2 separate regions of the Hordeum vulgare genome follow, and region 1 is linked to region 2. The links are chromatin contacts, called in public Hi-C maps. All regions are on one chromosome and are shown on one strand. Each heading gives the region's core, a stretch centred on a gene start, on an enhancer-like site or on the middle of the called end of the contact. The rest is flanking DNA. Distances are from core to core; before and after follow the strand shown.

Region 1 (4,090 bases), core at 1,292-3,791, 590 kb before region 2:
GCAGCTGTTGCCCGTCCCTGCCCGACACGTGGTATTAGGCCGTTTCCCCGTTGACCAGCCTCTGCTTCTTTTTTCTTTCTATACCCACACGTATCTCTTTTTTCTAGGAAGAAACTCACATGTATCTACAGAGCCCAAAACCCTGTCTCAACTCTGGGACCCTACCGTACTGACAGAGTTTGCTACCGGGTACACGGAGGAGATGAATTTCAACCTCAGATGTGTCCAGAACATTGGGAACTTGTAAGTTCTACGACGTATAATCAAACGTACTAGTATGAGGATTTTCAAATCAGAAAAGAGAGCTAAAGAAAAAGTAATGTGAGTCAAGATCAGTAACGAGCACACGCTTTTGGTCTTATTTTTCAGCAACGAAACATTGTAAGTTTATTACCACTACTCCACATCCCAATATATTCATCCACCAGCCTAGCATCCCTCTTTTTTGCGGGAAAATACCAGCCTAGCATCTACAGTACGTAGTACTACTGGAGTACTACTACCGCTGCCGCAAAAATCACCCCAGGGAACAAAAGGAAAGACAAGGGAAACAAAAAAAACAATTAGTAAATGACAGCTACCAGTTACCACCACCAGTTTTTCTCTCCAATCTCCATCCCTGCTTACTTCACCTCGAGTCGAGAAGATTAAAATGGAAAAGGAATCGAAATAAAAGTAAAAAAGGAACAACATGGCAAGAGTAAATCCCCGGCTCTTCCAGCTGTCACGCCCCATCGGGTCATCGGACGACGTCCTGCCTCCTACCCCCACTGGGAAGGTGGGCCCATGCATCGCTTCTTGGCATCGGTGCCGTTGGCCACCGATCCGACGGTCCGCTCGCTCTCCGAGCTGGCGCTGCGGTAGTGGCCGTGCCCGAGGACCGTCACCGGCGTGTCAGCGCTCGCCGCCGTCCAGCCCGGCCCGACGCCGCAGACCGCCGCCATCACCTCGCCGCACTCACGTAGCTTCTCCTGCAAAGAGAGTTCGTCATTGTGAGAAGAGAGGTCGAAATTATTAACTCCGGCGAGAAAACAACAAACAAAGCTTATCAGCAGTGCGGGTCAATCGCTGCGCTCGGGCGCGTTTCACGAGGAAAATAACTACGAAAAGGCCAACAGTTGTGAATAAACAGGGTGGCCAAGGTCTCCTCTCCCAAAGGATCTGGAGTGTGTTTGGCATGGCATGGCATGACATGACAGGTGGTGGTTACTGGGAGAATTAAGGGGGGTTTAGTGGGTGGTGGAGAACAAAAATGTGCGGTTTTATAAGATCATGCTCACGCTATTTACAAAGGAGCAAGCGGCCACGCCGGCTTGGAACGCGGGGAGGTGGGCGACGGCGATCTCTCCGGCGGCGGCCAGCAGCGCCGACGCGGCCACCACGGACGGCGAGAACTCCGCCATCTTCACCTCTGCAGGAGGAAAAGATAATCAGCAGTTCAGCGGGCGATGAATCTGAGGGCATAGCGTTCGGGTTTGTTCGGCATTGGCATGCCGGAGTAGCGCAAGCACGTACCGGGCTGGGCGCGGAGAAGGAGGTCGACGGCGCGCTCCTTGACGGCGTCGAGCAGGGCAGGGTGCCGCGGCGGAGGGAAGCACGCCGAGAGAAAGAAGCCGAGGAAGGCGAGCGGCGTCACGGAGCGCGCGCGCCACTCCAACGCGCCCAGCACCACCCGCTCCATGCGCCGGATGGTCACCGCGTCGAACATGAACTCCTCGTCCCTCTGCAACCCACGTACGCACGCCAACACACACTTGATTAGCAACTAATCCCCATACAAACTCGCGACAGAGGAACCGAAAAACAAACAATAATCATCGTACTTGAATGTAGTCCATGGAGATTGCGTCGACGCGCTGCATCTTGGCGGCGATGGAGAGGCAGCTGATGGCGAGCAGCCGCGGCGCCCATGGCTTGCGCTCGAACTGAGCGGCGGGACCACTGGCTGTCAGATCAGACCGAAATCTTGCAAATTCTTGAAAGAAAGACATGATATTTCGCCTTCTTACCGGCAATTGTCCCTTGGAGAGGAAGCGATCCACGTAGTTCTGCGCGAGGTAGGCCACACGCGGGTGCAAGCCAAGCTCGCCGTCGTACCGGACCTGGGCCAACCGAGGCTGATCGGATCAGAAAAGGGAAGGGGACGAACCCCTCGCGAGACGCACAGCACATCCGAAGACCCGTACCTTGGAGATGAATCGGGCAGCGTCGCGGCGGACGGCGGAGGCGGCGGCGGACACGGACGGCGCGTGGTGGCCCTCGGCGTCGAGGAGGCTGGCGATCGGCTCGTCGGCGGGGCTCGTGAAGGGGTTCTCGAGGTCGAACTCGTACTCGTAGCCGTAGACGTACTCGTCCTCCCCCGGCATGTCCATGGCGTCCGTACGAGGAAGGGGCAAGAACACGCCAAGAACCGCAGGCTGTGGCTTTATGGGGGAGAGGAAGCCACCATTGCTGCCTGCTACGCAGTGTGCTAGTACTAGCTGTGTCTGGTTGGGAAGATGGCCTTTAATAAGGGAACCGTCGGGGTCCGGGGACAATGGCACAAAAGGTGTGGATTTGGGGTTCTTTTTGTAAAGATCGTGGAGACGGGGAGGCCCGAGACATGGAGGAAAGAGAGGACGAGGAAGAAAGTTTCTGGTGGCGACCCACCTGTCATGGATGCGAAATAATCGCTGTGCCTGTGCGTGACCCTGTGAGGCCAGCCGAGTTACTCCGTGGCGGCCCCATGCGTTTTGTCTTTTGACAGCTCTCATCCATGTGAAGAAGCGTGGTACAGTAATTCTTGCTAAAAATGTTGACGGCATTCTACAACACTAATCACCACATTTTTGGTCGACATAAGTAGAGATTCTTGTCACTATGGCAAGTTCCAGGGCAAATCTCTATGGCGCGTTGATGTTATTATTTCATAGTAGCATTTCCTCTCTTTTTTGGGGACGGTGATCATGGCTCTAAATTTATAAAATATCAACATTAAACAAGACCTCTCAAAAGAAAGAAAATACAATTCACTTCCGAAAAAATTCTCCATCCTCTTCATCCTGCGGATATCGCGCCGAAGTTACTGCCGCTGGAGTTCCGCGGTGTCAATGAAACAATAAATTGTATCCATATAAACAGTGCAGAAATCGCTCGTATGTGCGAGGAACTACCCCCGACGATGATCACAAAGGATCCACGGCCCAAACAAGAAGACGTCGTTAGTTCAATCATACCTAGACCTAGTGCATGCTGGGGTATTTTTCAGAATTTCATATCGTGACATTCTAATGGCATGTCTTCACGTTGGTCGTTTGACCAAAAACCAAATGAAACACAAAAATTGGGATCAAGGCAGAATCCTCCTCATTTGAGTTCCTTTTCCTTCTCGCATATGTGACATATTTGGGGAGTCCATAGCTACTAGGTGTGCCTGCATCAGAATCTGAGTTGCTCTCTCGGTTGGTTCCAACACTTAATTCAATGTTCACATCCATATCCATATTCTGATTGTGCCTCTAAAATTGACATCTTACAAGCAAACCCGTACTTTGGTGACGACCCTCAGCGATGGCAACGTCAGTGAAAATTAATGACAACAGTGAAGGAAGACGGTGACACGTGGGCGCATGATGGAGGGGCGATGGTCTGGTGATCTGAATGGTTTTTGTTAGGGAACGTAGCATGGGAAACAAAAAAAAAATCCTACGCACACGAAGACCTATCATGGTGATGATCATCTACGAGAGGGGGATCGGATACACATACCCATGCAGATCACTAAGCGGAAGCGTTAATAAACGCGATTAATGTAGTGGTACGTCTCCACGATCCGTCCCACGAACCGTCCCGCGAACCGTCTCGTGATCCGTCCCGATCAAGTGTCGAACGGACGGCACCTCCGCGTTCCGCGCACGTACAACTCAATGACGATCTCCGCCTTCTTGATAAAGAAAGAGGGACGGGGATGTAGATGAGTTCCCCGGCAGTGCGACAGTGCTCCGATGGTGGTGGTGATCTATTCATGCAGGGCTCCGCCCGATCTCCGCGGAAAACCGATCTAGAGGAAGAACTACGAAGTAGAGGTTTAGGGTTGCACGTGGCAAAGTTG
Region 2 (3,992 bases), core at 612-3,111:
TATTCTTCACCCAAGATAATCTTACAATCAATTTACAAATAAGTTATATTTGAAATACAAATAGTTACATTTATATTGAATCACTACCTAAAATTTGAAAAAATAAAAACAAAAATATAGGTCACAAGACTAGAAAGAATTGAATTTGTTGTATTTTTGCACTTTTTTTGTATGTTCGTAATTTTACGTGACATAAAATATAATTATGTGGATTATATTTTTTTACAGTCTCTTTTTCTGTTTACAATAAGACAAAATTTATGAAACGTAAATTTACGGTGCATTGATGTTAAAATAGAGGGGATGAAGAATAACTATTCCTCATCCAGGTTGACGAATAGGGCGACCCCATATATTACTCAGCATATATTATTCTATTGCTTAAAAAACCATAATCGAACCGATGAATCGGTGGTCCGATCGGTAAAAACCTAAACCAACATCTTTTTCGGTTCGATTTTCGGTTTAGTTTTTTAAACTATGGGTTCACTGGATCCCTTCCCATCCCCAATCCCTTTGAGCCTCGAAAATATCTAGTGCCAAACAAGGGGGAGAATTGATTTTAACCCCCGTGTTTCGCTCGCCTTGGATCTTACCCCCCTATTTTGCTTGCCTTCATCTGAACCTCCCTGTACCACATAATTGTTGTTGATTGCCCCCTCGTCATTGTTATTTGTTCAGTTAGCTAGTAATGAAAAAAACTGGTCTTATAATATTCCTATTTGACTAATTTGCCCTCCTAAAGTTTGCTCAAGAGTACAGCCGTTCGTTGGACAAATTCATTGTTCTGACCCACGAGACGTAAAGAATTCACAGAATGAACTCGGTCTGAAAAGATTTCATGATCTGACCCTTTTTAGAAACGTCGTAAACCCTGGCGTTGCAGTTGTACTATGAAACACCGTGCAATTGTGGCGTTTCCAGCCTTCACTGGAACGCCGATGTAATGTGGCGTTTACTACCACCTTAGAAACGCCAAGGTGGATGGCGTTGATGCCTCCCCTCAAAACGCCAAGGGTGATGACGTTTCTTAGGGACAGAACCTGCTAGCTTACGGTGCTGGCGATCTGTCCCTAAGAAACGCCATCATCCTTGGCGTTTTGAGGAGAGGCAGCAACGTCAGCCACCTTGGCGTTTTGAGGAGAGGCAACAACGTCAGCCACCTTGGCGTTTCTAAGGTGGCAGTAAACATCACATTACACCGACGTTCCAATGAAGGCTGGAACAGTACACCTGCAATGCCACGACTTACGGCGTTTCTAAAAAGGGTCAAATCGTGAAATTTTTCAGACCGAGCTCATTCTGTGAATTCTTTTCATAGTTAGGGTCGGAGTAGTGAATTTGTCCCTGTTCGTTCCCCTTTCCTTCTCGCTCGACCAACAACTAGAGTCGCTGCGCCTCGGCCCACCGTCCGCGCCCCCGCTGCTGTGCCGAGCCCCACCCTGCCCCATCAGCCGCCCTCCATTGCTGCCCCAAGGTACTCCCCTTCCGTTTTCCATGGATTCGTGGTTTCTCTTGTATGGTTGTCTAAATCCTAGAAACCCTAGGTGAAGAGGGAGATTGGTATGGGGATTTAAGTGTGAGGGGTTCGATCTGCAAAGGGGTGTGAATCATTGTTAGACTATATATTTGTAGTGTGTTTTTTATGTAAGACCATGTATGACAGCAGAAGTATACTGTTTTTGTGTGTGTGAAACATAGCACAGCTGAAGTACTTCATGTCATTGTTTATTTTGAGAAAATATGTTGTGGCTGCGACATCCGAACGAGGCTGTGCCTTCTAAACTGAAGGGTACTTCTGTCTATCCTTATTTCTATTTGATGGTCATATACTAACAAGTTTGTTAAACATGTCAAAGGGGGACATCAGCAAGAGCTAGACTGAACTGGGGGGTTCAGAGAAAGGCAAGCAAAGAAGAGGGCATAAGATCCAAGGCGAACGAACAGGGGGTTAAAATCAATTCTCCCCAAACAAGGGGGTCTCCACTCTCCATGAACCACACCGACGAGGAGGCCTACGCCGCGCTCCGCGGATGCGACATGGCTCCCAACAAGACCGCGCAGAAGCTCCTCCTCCAAGGTATCCCCGCCCGTGCTTATTCCGTTCGATTCTGCACGCAGCTGGCAGGAGCCGTTTGTGCGCTCGGTTTTAGCAGCGGGAGATGGGGAGGTTCTCTTGTCCCGTGAGGAAATGATGCGGGATGCCCCTGATTTGATGTGTGCGGTGTGCCTGGTTGATTCGGGTTCTAGTGGTTCTATGGTTTTGTGTTGTTATTCTTTCTCCATGTTTTATGTGTAGGGATTGCTATGCCTTTGCGCAAGTGTCTGTGAATCACGTTGTAAGGTTTGTGTCTTCTGTTGGATTCGTCTAGTTTTTTTCGCTGTAGGGTTCCTGCTGACGCTGGCAACATTTGTAGGGAAAAGCTGGCTTTTAGTTGATGTGTAGCTGATCTTTAGTGGAAGTATGGTATCCTGCTCTGAAGGATAATAATACCAGTATGTTTGTTGGTGCTTCCTGGATCTGAGACGATAACAACACTGGTCATGGTTCGGTGCTGTCTTTGAATTGAGGAGTCAAAATTGTCGTTTGCTTCTATTCTTCTTTTCTATGGAACATGGGGCAGTGGTTTCTGTAGTTATGTGCTGTCATCCTTTTGTGCATTTCTTATGCTGTTTGCAGCCTTGGCGCGGCTCCTTTAAAGTAGTTTCTGGCTTGTTTTAATTTGTTGCGAAGCAAGTTAGAAAATGAGAAGCTCAAGCATAGAAGGCAATTCAAGTAAGCATAGGAGACAAGGTGTCTTGCAACATTGACTTAGAAGGCATTAACTTTTGTCTTGGTACCTGCAATTCAAGTAAAGATTCAAAAGTATGTATTAACTGTGCAATTACTAATTTCCATTTTGACACATATTCTTTACACTTATTCCATGGAAATTGGAATCACAGCTCATCTCCATCTTGGGCTGAATTGAAATTTTCGCTTGAATTCTCCAGATCATTTACGGAGTTGAGTTTTGACACCCAAACGGAGCCCTAAAGAAAATTTCACTCTGACTTGTTTATATTAGTTATAAAGAGACCCTTTGTATCTGGATGGACATACACATAATAGTTTGTTTTCTGTCTATTCACATAATCTGTACTTCCATCCTGAAAATTTATCTCCTCCACAATGACTTTTGCTCTCCACCATTCCAAAAGCTGCACCCATGCCGTAGCTTCACTGTTGACACTTCACGCGTCAAACCCCTCTACCTCTCAAGCGTGTTGCTACCATTGCTCGCCTTGTTCTACGATACCTCATCATGAGGTCACAGGCACCTGCTGTCTGCACTCTCCACCCGTAGTCTTGGATATTGGTTGAGTTACGAGCTTCCAGTCACCCAGTGATTACTTAAACCCACAATTTTTTGGTGTGCCTATGCACAGACGCACACCATCTGCATCCTCTCCTGTTGTACTTGTACAGATATGAACAATGATACCTAGGAGGCTGTCGATATTCTCAAGTTCATTGAGGGTGCCAACAAATTCAAGGGAGTGGAGGAGCCTAGCGCTGTTCTAAGAGAAACATACTCCTTGTACGATGTCGTTTCTTGGCTATTGCTTGTGAACGTGTTATGATTCCGTTCGTCCTGTTTTGTTATGCTTGGCCAATTCATCTTCCCTTTTGGACTCGGGTAAGGTAATTTGTGAAGCTATGGCAATTGAGATATTTTATGTAATCGGTATTCATGATCGTCGCAGTCATTTAGATGTTCTTATTGATTTATCTGAGGTCAATATAGTTCATCTAACTGATCTGTCTTAACTGGCTAACAATGTGAATTTATTTTCTACCGATGTCTGAACTGTGATATGTCCTGCTGCCAGCGTGTCTCACCATTCAATAACTTTGTGAGCCATTGTACCTGTTGCTCTTGATTTTCTTCACGTTTTATATATCCTTGGTATAACAACGGGTTGTAATAGTACTGCTTCTCACTCATCCA

The links. A called contact is a pair of places that touch in the nucleus more often than the background predicts.
Region 1: a contact with region 2 is called in a Hi-C map of seedling, with 5 times the contacts expected there. The contact joins the promoter of LOC123429870 here to the promoter of LOC123425728 in region 2. A contact is called at or near these places in 1 of 6 Hi-C or Micro-C datasets (seedling) and 1 of 1 datasets of contacts at active chromatin or transcription factors (embryo).

What each region holds. Positions count from the first base shown.
Region 1 is chr2H:175,724,098-175,728,187 of MorexV3_pseudomolecules_assembly, reverse strand. LOC123429870 (cyclin-D6-1) reads right to left here and starts at 2,541. Exons shown (of 6, transcript XM_045113847.1): 1 at 2,187-2,541; 2 at 2,010-2,102; 3 at 1,824-1,925; 4 at 1,516-1,723; 5 at 1,281-1,411; 6 at 362-971. The coding sequence starts at 2,372. The coding sequence ends at 762.
Region 2 is chr2H:175,137,176-175,141,167 of MorexV3_pseudomolecules_assembly, reverse strand. LOC123425728 (DNA repair protein RAD51 homolog 3) reads left to right here and starts at 1,861. Exons shown (of 8, transcript XM_045109437.1): 1 at 1,861-2,080. The coding sequence starts at 1,993.